Linked DNA regions of Mus musculus: region 2 is linked to region 1. The links are chromatin contacts, called in public ChIA-PET maps. All regions are on one chromosome and are shown on one strand. Each heading gives the region's core, a stretch centred on a gene start, on an enhancer-like site or on the middle of the called end of the contact. The rest is flanking DNA. Distances are from core to core; before and after follow the strand shown. Region 1 holds the start of Selenoh (selenoprotein H). Region 2 overlaps P2rx3 (purinergic receptor P2X, ligand-gated ion channel, 3).

What was found. ChIA-PET counts read pairs in DNA pulled down with a chosen protein or histone mark.
Region 2: an RNA polymerase II ChIA-PET map of memory CD8 T cells shows a contact between it and region 1, with 28 read pairs. The contact joins the enhancer-like site here to the promoter of Selenoh in region 1. A contact is called at or near these places in 2 of 39 promoter capture datasets (erythroid cells and stem cell-derived epiblast-like cells), 1 of 484 Hi-C or Micro-C datasets (embryonic stem cells), 1 of 115 datasets of contacts at active chromatin or transcription factors (memory CD8 T cells) and 1 of 9 other capture datasets (liver).

Annotation. Positions count from the first base shown.
Region 1 is chr2:84,668,295-84,672,760 of GRCm38.p6, reverse strand. It overlaps Selenoh (selenoprotein H), which reads left to right and starts at 2,053. Exons shown (of 4, transcript NM_001033166.3): 1 at 2,053-2,278; 2 at 2,371-2,516; 3 at 2,645-2,774; 4 at 3,364-3,546. The coding sequence starts at 2,175. The coding sequence ends at 2,745. It overlaps Tmx2 (thioredoxin-related transmembrane protein 2), which reads left to right. Exons shown (of 9, transcript NM_025868.4): 9 at 229-1,450. The coding sequence ends at 372. Btbd18 (BTB (POZ) domain containing 18) reads right to left here. Exons shown (of 5, transcript NM_001145100.1): 5 at 3,980-4,466.
Region 2 is chr2:85,011,904-85,016,369 of GRCm38.p6, reverse strand. All of the region lies in intron 8 of P2rx3 (purinergic receptor P2X, ligand-gated ion channel, 3), which reads left to right. Among named protein-coding and RNA genes, the nearest start is that of P2rx3, 22 kb to the left of the region's middle. Within about 2 kb of position 2,224, at least 39 of the 459 cell types and tissues checked have an H3K27ac peak or open chromatin away from gene starts, as enhancers often do. A contact at or near this core is called in memory CD8 T cells, where this site is marked.

The sequences.
Region 1 (4,466 bases), core at 804-3,303:
GTGGGAGGCAGTACCACCTGGCTCATATTGCTTTACAGTTGCAGGTAGATAGAATTCTTGGCACAATAACTGGCCTCTAGTGAACACTTAAGTATCAGAAAAGAGGTAGGTTAGGGCAGGTCGCTGCCCTCTGACTTACAGGTTGTGCTTAGTTAAATACTTCCTGCTCCTGCTCTCTGAACTTTACCTTCTCACCCAGCCGTTGATGTGTTCATCTCTTTTGCATAGGAGAATGTGATTCGAGAATTCAACTTGAATGAGCTATACCAACGAGCCAAGAAGCACTCAAAGGGTGGAGACATGTCAGAAGAGAAGCCTGTGGACCCTGCTCCCACTACTGTGCCAGATGGGGAAAACAAGAAGGACAAATAGGATCCTGCATTGTTTTTGCTTCCTCTCCTGTCAATTTCAGGAACCTTTGAGGCCCAGTTCCAGCTATAACCACAATCCTTGCCTGAGGCCTTTTGATTTCTGTTTGGCTGTGCCTGGGTAGGGGCACTGTGCCTGCTTCTGATTTTGAAAGAAGCATCCTGGAAACCATGAAGTATTCTACTATGAAGGGCGCATCTGCCCTGGTCAGCTGTTTCTCGAAGGGAGTGATCTTATCGATAGAGGTAGAAATGGTTTCCCTCCAAGGTTGGGTCAATGTGTAAATTGCTATTCAACACTTGGATATTACCAGTCTGTGGTTTAATTATTCCTCCTAGTGAGCTTGCAAAGCATAGACTAAATTAAACCCTAATGTTAGATGTCAGTATAAAGCCCTTAGAATTTTTCCTCAAGGACCCCTTCTTCCTTTAGGCCTTTCTGTCTTGATCTGTGCATTAAGAAATTTAAGTTTGGGGCTGGAGAAATGGCCCATCGATTAAGAAAGAGCACTGGTGGCTGCTTTTCCAGAGATCCTGAGTTCAATTCCCAGCAACCACATGATGGTTCATAATGGGATCTGATGCCCTCTTCTGGCATGCAGGCAGAATACTATATATAGTAAGTAAATCGTAAAGAGAAAGGAATTTAAGGGGTTGGAGAGATGACTCAGTGGCTAAGAGAATTGGCTGTTCTTCCAGAGGACCCAGGTTTGATTCCTAGCAGCACATAGAGGCTAAACCACCTGTAACTCTAGTCTCAGGGGCTCCAACATCCGCCCTTGACCTTGGCTGGCACTGTATGCATGTAGTGCACAAACACGTGACGGAGGAACACATAAAAGGCTTGTATGTGTTATCATTTAAGGTCACTGTTCCCAATTAAAAGCCTTCAACCATGATTTTCATCATTGGAAATAGAATTGAATGGCCACCCTGTGTTGTGGGAACTGAGAAGGGCAATATAAACCTGAGAGGTTCCTTTGTGTGGTGGGGCCTGAAGAAGAAAGCCCCACGGCTGGACAGCTGTTCTCTCCTCCTATCCCACCGCTTCCCCTAATAAAGGGACTGTTCTTTTGATTGCCTTGCTGTTTTTCCTTTACTAGTGGGCAGCTGCCGGGGGACTGCTTTTTTTGTTTGTTTGTTTGTTTTTTTAATCCTAAAATTGAATATCAAACCCAGGGACTCTAAAAGCCAAACACCTCTAGACCTCAACTTCCTTTTTAAGGTTGTGGATGAGGGCCTTGATCAGTTGGAGAAATGAACCCTAACTCACCATCCTCTTGATTTCACCTGGGTGTCTGAGAAGATAGGCACCAGCTACAGCGTCTGGATTGTAAATGGCTCGGGTTCAAATACACTTAACCGGTCCGTTTTTGTTTCACCGCATGGAGATGTGGAGTAACAATGTCGGTGCGAATTAGAATTCTGTAGTCTATGTACAAACGCCCTGGAAATGTGGAGTAGACTTCCCTGAGATTGGTCTGGGGATCCTTGGGTAGGAGGTATAGATACCGAAAACCCCCAGCCAAAGGAGGCTTTCAAGACTCCTCCGTCTCCGCCCAAGACAGACCCCCTCAGTGCTGTACAATGTTGGTTTGATCCGGATTTCCGCGCCGACTCCCTTTTGATAGCGTAGTTGGGCTTGAAGGGCCCGCCTTCAGATCACGTGTCCTTCCCCCCACCCCCGCACATTTCCCTTTGCTGCGAGATTTGAACTTTGCATCTGTGATTCCCGGCTGCTGGTTTGTCTCTCCGGAGTTGCATCGCCCCTTATTCCACCAACGCGCCATCCCCGAAATCCGTGCCATGGCCCCCCACGGAAGAAAGCGTAAGGCGGGGGCCGCGCCTATGGAGACGGTGGACAAGCGCGAGAAACTGGCGGAGGGCGCGACCGTGGTCATTGAGCATTGGTGAGGGGTTGGGGAGTCGAGGAGGGCGGGAAAGAGTTGGCTCTGGCGGCTGAGACCAGAGAGACCCCATTTGCAATCGCTTGTGTCTGTAGTACGAGCTGACGCGTGTACGGCCGCCATGCTGCTGCCTTGAGCCAGGCTCTGCAACTGGAGGCCCCAGAGCTACCTGTGCAAGTGAACCCGTCCAAACCGCGGAGGGGCAGCTTCGAGGTGACGCTGCTGCGCTCGGACAACAGCCGTGAGTGGAGGCCGCGATGGGGGGTGGGTGGGGGTGGGGCGAGAAGCGACTCCCGGCCACCTGATAACTGAGGGGAGGGGGTACCAATGAGTACCACCATAATTTGGCTTTATCCCATCCTTTCCCAGGTGTTGAACTCTGGACTGGTATTAAGAAGGGCCCTCCACGAAAGCTCAAATTTCCTGAGCCTCAAGAGGTGGTTGAAGAATTGAAGAAGTACCTTTCATAAAGAGGTTGGGAAAGAGTCCTCATGTTGAGGTTTGCATCGTGACCAGGGCATGCACACTGGGATAGACAGGGAACGTCTCCTTACCATTTCGGTGTATTTTTCATGGGATTTGGGATTTTCGAAGAGGAGCTAAATTGTAGAACTCCTGCTGATAACACTCCCGACCCCCAAACAAATCTAAGAGCCATTTGTACTCTCTTGAGTTAGTTAAGTCTTAGCCTGAGGGCACAGGCAAGTTTTGTTTGCTAATTCAGTTTTCCACCTCTGGTGTTATTTTAATTCTATGAGTCTATTGCAAATCAATAAATTCAATAAAGTGTGGCTTACTTGTAGTTAAGGTTTTTCTCCCTTGTATTGACAGCCTCTTTGCTGTTACTTCACTTTACCTGGCTTTTCTGTGTTTTGTTAGTAATCTGAGATAAGATAGCCTCAACCCATCCCGCTCGTACCCCCACTTCTTGGTTACATGGATTTTATTTTTGTCCCGTGTTTCATGCATGTTGACTGATCACTGATGGAAGGTGAAGTTAATGAGCTCCAGAGTTGTAGGTGGGGATGGGCTTGTCTCCTGGTCCTTGTGATGGAACCCTACTCTGATGTTCCCTTCTCTGTTTGCAGCTTTCAGTCCCTGGAGATGTTGAAGCATTTATGATGGTGCATGGCCAAACTTAAGCTATGCACCTGAAGCCATAGTTTCTTCCTCACCAGAAGTGATGGTTCAGTTGTGAGGCAGCCCTCCAGCAAGACATTGTAAAAGTGTTTCAATTGTTTAATAAAAGGTCAAGTATCTGAGAATAAGGAGCAAGTTTAAATTTTGTCTTAAAGAATGGGTAGAACCAGCTTTGTGGGGCTGTTGGTCTGTATTTTTCAGAGTGCAAAGTAACTCGTGTCTGGAAATTGTAAGGCCTATGGTGAAACACTTATAAAACAAGAATGTTGCTAGGTTTGGTGGTGTATACCTGCAATCTCAGCACTTTGAAGTCTCACAGGGGGACTGGGCCAATCTGGCCTACCAGAGACCCTTGCTTAAAACAGAACCACAGCTGGGCGTGGTGGCGCACGCTTTTAATCTCAGCACTTGGGAGGCAGAGGCAGGCACTCTAGTTCGAGGCCAGCCTGATCTAGAGTGAATTCCAGGACAGCCAGGGCTACACAGAGAAACCCTGTCTCGAAAAGCAAAAAAAACAACAAAAAAACCAGCCAAACAAATGAAAACCAAAACCACAAAGCAAATCTGTTTTTTAAAAGCAACTACTTTTAATCTACTTCTCAGAAGTGGTCGTGGAAGTAACATCTTTCTAGCTTCTGTGGCAGCTTTTCCTTGACTTCCCATACTGGCAGTGAGTAAGCCCCATAGGCTGGGCTTAGAGGCACAAGCCTGTAACACTAGCTACAGGAGGCTGAGGCAGAAGTCAAAGTTCAAAGCCAGCCTGGGCAATTTAGAGATTCCACTCATTTCAGTGTTCTACTTAACATGGCTTCATTCCTTCTCAAACCTTCTTTGAATACAACCACAAACAGTGCTTGAAGTTCCCTGAATTTTCAGTGACTATAAGATATCTCATGAATTGAGAGGCTACTCATAACTATCCTTATGACCTGAGTTGGGTACCACATAGTTTTGTCACTGAAAAATGGATTACAAAGAAATTGCTTTGTTCATAATTTTCTAACCATGGTATTGCTGTTTGACTTCTGCCTGGTGCGGAAACCTGAGGAGG
Region 2 (4,466 bases), core at 975-3,474, 340 kb before region 1:
AGTCTCACAAAGCTACTTAACAGTAGGACTGACACTCATTACCCCAAGTGCATAGCATTCTGTATGCTTTGGCCAGTTATTCCACACCTACTCTCGAAGGAAGATGCTACAATCCTTCCACTGTACTAATGAGAAAAGACGCGGGGCTCATTGTGTTTACTCACTGCCAGTGTAACACATGGAGTACATTTGAAGACCTGGATATGAATAAATATTCTTGACTGATATCCACCACAACCAGGAAAGCTTAGAGACATTCACACTAGTTAATCCTCAGTGAGACATGCATAGCTGGTTGGTACCTTCTACCCTGCTGAAAAACAAAGAACCCTAGTTCTAGGGAAGTGAAAATACCAGCAGATGCCAGCGGCACAATTCACAGCCTGGCCTTTTGCCTCCCAAACAAGTTCATTTGTCTCTCTCTGCAACAGAGGCCAGACTCCTCACCACTCTATTGTTGCCATCAGCTCTGGAGAGAGTGAAATTATTCAGACTAGATTGGCCTTGCTCTAAGCAGCACATTTGATACCCAGGGGCAGCTAGAGACCTGCACCTCCATCACTAATTACATCTGCAGCTCATTTCCATGCCCCCACCTCCCAACTTTCTGCAGCTCTTTGCTTGCAGAATCATTGATTTTGAGATTGTCTAGGTGTTAAAAGATCCATTGGGCACTTCTAGACAAAGCTGTCCTCTTTCAGAGAGGAAACAGGAGCTCTGAGGGAGAAGTGATTTGTCTGAGATTGTGAGAGCAACTTAGTATATATAGCCTTAGAGGTCATTCTATCCTTGCTCCCGCATCTGTCTTCCTAAGACATAATCCCAAGCACAAGGATACTTCATACGGTCACCTGTTTGTAATGAGCCAGGTCCAGTTACTGGCAAAGTAGCCTTGGGGGTGCATCTCCCTTCAATCCTTACCTAACGTGCTTGGTTCTATCCATCTATACTATCCATCTATATTAATTTTTGTATGTTCACTAAAGGCTTTTGTTCTTTCTCCACCTGCAATTTGGTGGAGAGAATTTTCACTCCTTGGTTTGCCTATTCCCCATAGGTAAATATTCTAATTATCCCTCAATATAATGTTTTCAAAGCTTTTTTCCAAGCATATTGAGAATGCAGTTGCTAGGGTTGTCTGGATTTGTGGTGGACAAAGTGCAGCTGTATCTAAAAATAAAACCTAGCAGTTCAACAATGCAGATAAAAGACCCCCAGGAGGTGGCATCCCGTAGCTTAAACACAGGACTGAGAAGTGGGTCTTGCAGCTCAGGTAGACACTCAGTTCACCGGTACAGGGTTTTAAGATGGGCTCCTTGTTGTAATTGTGTGAGCACAGAGAGCATGTGAGGGCATTAATGTGTTCGTTAGCCACTGAATGTGGCTAAGTCTGAGTGAGAGCAAGTCAGTGTGTGTGTGTGTGTGTGTGTGTGTGTGTGTGTGTGTGTGTGTAGGCACTGATGGTTTAATGACAGATTTATAACACTGTATCTATCAGGGATTCGGCAGGAAGCAGATGGCAGTTTCAAATTGGGTAATTCGAGGAGAGCTTAATAAAGGGGCTGATCTGAAAGTGTGGGCAGAGTGCAGGGAAATTACAGGCCCCAAAGATAGGACATGGGTCTACAGGGCAGAGGACAGAAGGCAGGGGCTGGAACTAAAGTCACATGGGCATGTGAGGAGAGGGGAAGCCCCGCCAGCATCCAGAACAGAGACAAAGCAGTGCACCAAGTCAGGGAGAAGCTTGAACCAGAAGGTACATATGAGATCTAGTCCAAGTCCCTCTACTACCAGGTGGAGGCTGCTAATCCCTTTATACTGTTGCTCAAAGTGTGAACCATTGCCCAGTAAAAGAACAGGCACTCACAGACATAAGCAATTTTTTTCTTAAAAGCCATTTTATCTACAAATATAGATTTTCTTTTCTTTAAGATTATTTATTTTATGAGTACACTGTAGCTGTCTTCAAACACGCCAGAAGAGGGCATCTGATCCTATTATAGATTCCTGTGAGCCATCTTGTGGTGGCTGGGAATTGAACTCAGGACCTCTGGAAGAGCAGCAGCAGTCAGTTCTCTTAACCATTGAGCCATATCTCTGGCCCCCAAATATACATTTCCTTAAAAGATACTCTTTTTTAGACTAGAGACGTAGCTCAGTGGTAGACCACTTTCTTAGCATGCCCAAGGCTGTGGTTCTGAGGTCAGTCCCTAGCATGTCACTAAAAGATATTTGTCTGCAAATATAAGACTCACAGGAAGTAGTGACATGGGCCCCCTTTCTCTCATATAGTTCTGTTACCCTCACAGGAAATTAGCATCCTAGATGGGGGCAGGTAGGTCCTTCCAGCTCCGTATACATTTGTACATATGCAATCTAAAATTCCATGTCTTTGAAGACCTCAAAAGCTCACCTCTGTTCCTTATGTTAAGAGCCCTGAACGGTGAACCTGTGAAACCCTTTCTTTCACACCTGTGCTTCTGACCTCATTCACAGATCACCACACCCTCCCACGCAGAAAGGTTTTGAAACTTGTCAGAAATGACCCACCTTCACCAAGGCTCAAAGCCAGAGTCTTGGTCTGTATTCATTCCTTCTAACTTACCTTCAACTATTATGACTTGCCAACAACACACAAATGTAGTAACTGTAAGATTACAGTGCTGATTAGTAGGGGGAAAGCAGAAGCACTTTTTAAAACTCCTTCACCTTTAGTAAAGAATTTTTTTTTAATTCACTTTACATCCCACTCACTTTCCCCCTCTCCGTTACCCCCTCCCACATTCCTCCCCCCCCTCCATCCTCCCTCCTCTTCTCCTCCAAGAGATTGGGGCCCTTTGGATATCCCTGCACCCTGTCACATCAAATCTTTGCAAGGCTAGGCACATCCTCTCCCACTGAGGCCCGGCAAGGCAGCCCAGCTAGAAGAACATATCCCATGGACAGGCAACAGCTTTGGGGATAGCCCCAGCTGCAGTTATTCAGGACCTACATGAAGACCAAGCTGCACATCTGCTACATATGTGCAGGCAATGATCCAGCCTGTGTAAGTTCTTTGGTCAGTAGTTCTGTCTCTGAGGACTCCAAGGGTCCAGGTTAGTTGACTCTGTTGGTTGTTCTGTGGAGTTCCTATCCTGTTTGGGGCCCACAATCCTTCCCTTATTCTTCCATAAGAGTCCCCAAGCTCCATCTACGAACAGAAGCACTTTTCATGATGTCTGGTTTCTCAGTTTCCCTCTAAGAGTTCCTAAGACAGCATTGCTCCGAAAAGGCAGCTCAATTTTGGATTTCCTCTCTTGGTGTCTGGGACAAAAAAAAAAAAAAAAAAAAAAAAAGGCCTGTTCATCTGCTAGCTGTTCCTCGCGTGCTAGGTGTTTCCAGCAGGCGCTCTGTGTTGGAAACGCACCCACAGCAGCTTTCTCAAAACGCAGAGTTGGCCTGGTTCCGCTACCATATCACAGCGTGCAGATCACTGAGCTCCTCGGCCAACTGAAAGAGTCAGAGCTGAAGTGGGCCCTGGCGCTCGTCACTTCTCTACAGTCTGCATTTCCCCTCCTCCTTCCAAATGCCACAGGACATGTGTCTTTAAAGGCAGCCACTTCAGTCCTTTTCACAGAAAACCATACCGTTGGAAGGCCTCTTCCGTGGGGTATGTTTTTTTGTCGCCATGATCCTTTTCGCTCCTCACCATCCTGTGGTAGTAATGAGAGGGCCAGTGGTCCTGGGTGGACCCAGCCTTTTCTAATGTGTGTTTCCATCCTGTCAGCACAGCAACTGATGTTGTTAGTAGAAAATAGGATCGAAAACTTTTTGAGTGCTGACCAAGGAACTAAGAGGGTTATCTTCTCACCTCTGAGGAACTCTGGGCCTCAGAGTCTCCTTTATCTAGCCAAGGCCACATACCTTATATAGTGCCAGAGAAGGTATTCAAAGACTGGGCCGCTGGCCTCACAACCTACACTTGCAGCTACAGATAACATAGCAGGACCAGTAAGGTTGCCTCCCACGCCCTGCTTGCCCATGTGGCCCAGACTAGCCTACAGCTCATGTGACCCAGGATAGCTAGCTTCTAACTCACAGTAATCCTCCTACTTTCCTGATGCCTAGATGACAGGTGTGGGCCGCTCCAGCCAGCTAGTAATGTGCTTTTAAAAATCAACAGCAGACTTTTTAAATGGCTGCTTTTGCAATTAATCAGGTCCCTAGACTCTTAAGTAAATAAACTTGGCTTCAGGCCTGTCTCTCAGGGGAGGAGTCCCAGCAGGCTCTAAGGATGTGGCCCCCGTCCCAGATGCAAAGAGACTGCCAGGCGATATTTTCCTATCGGTACGGAATCAACTGTAAAAGTGTATTTCAGCTGGCAAAATGACTTCCCAGCAGGCAAAGCTTTGCTGAGAACAGCACCTCCTTCACAGAGAAACCCAAATTCCAGGCCCAACTCTTCCTTCCCAAGTCAAACCCGGATC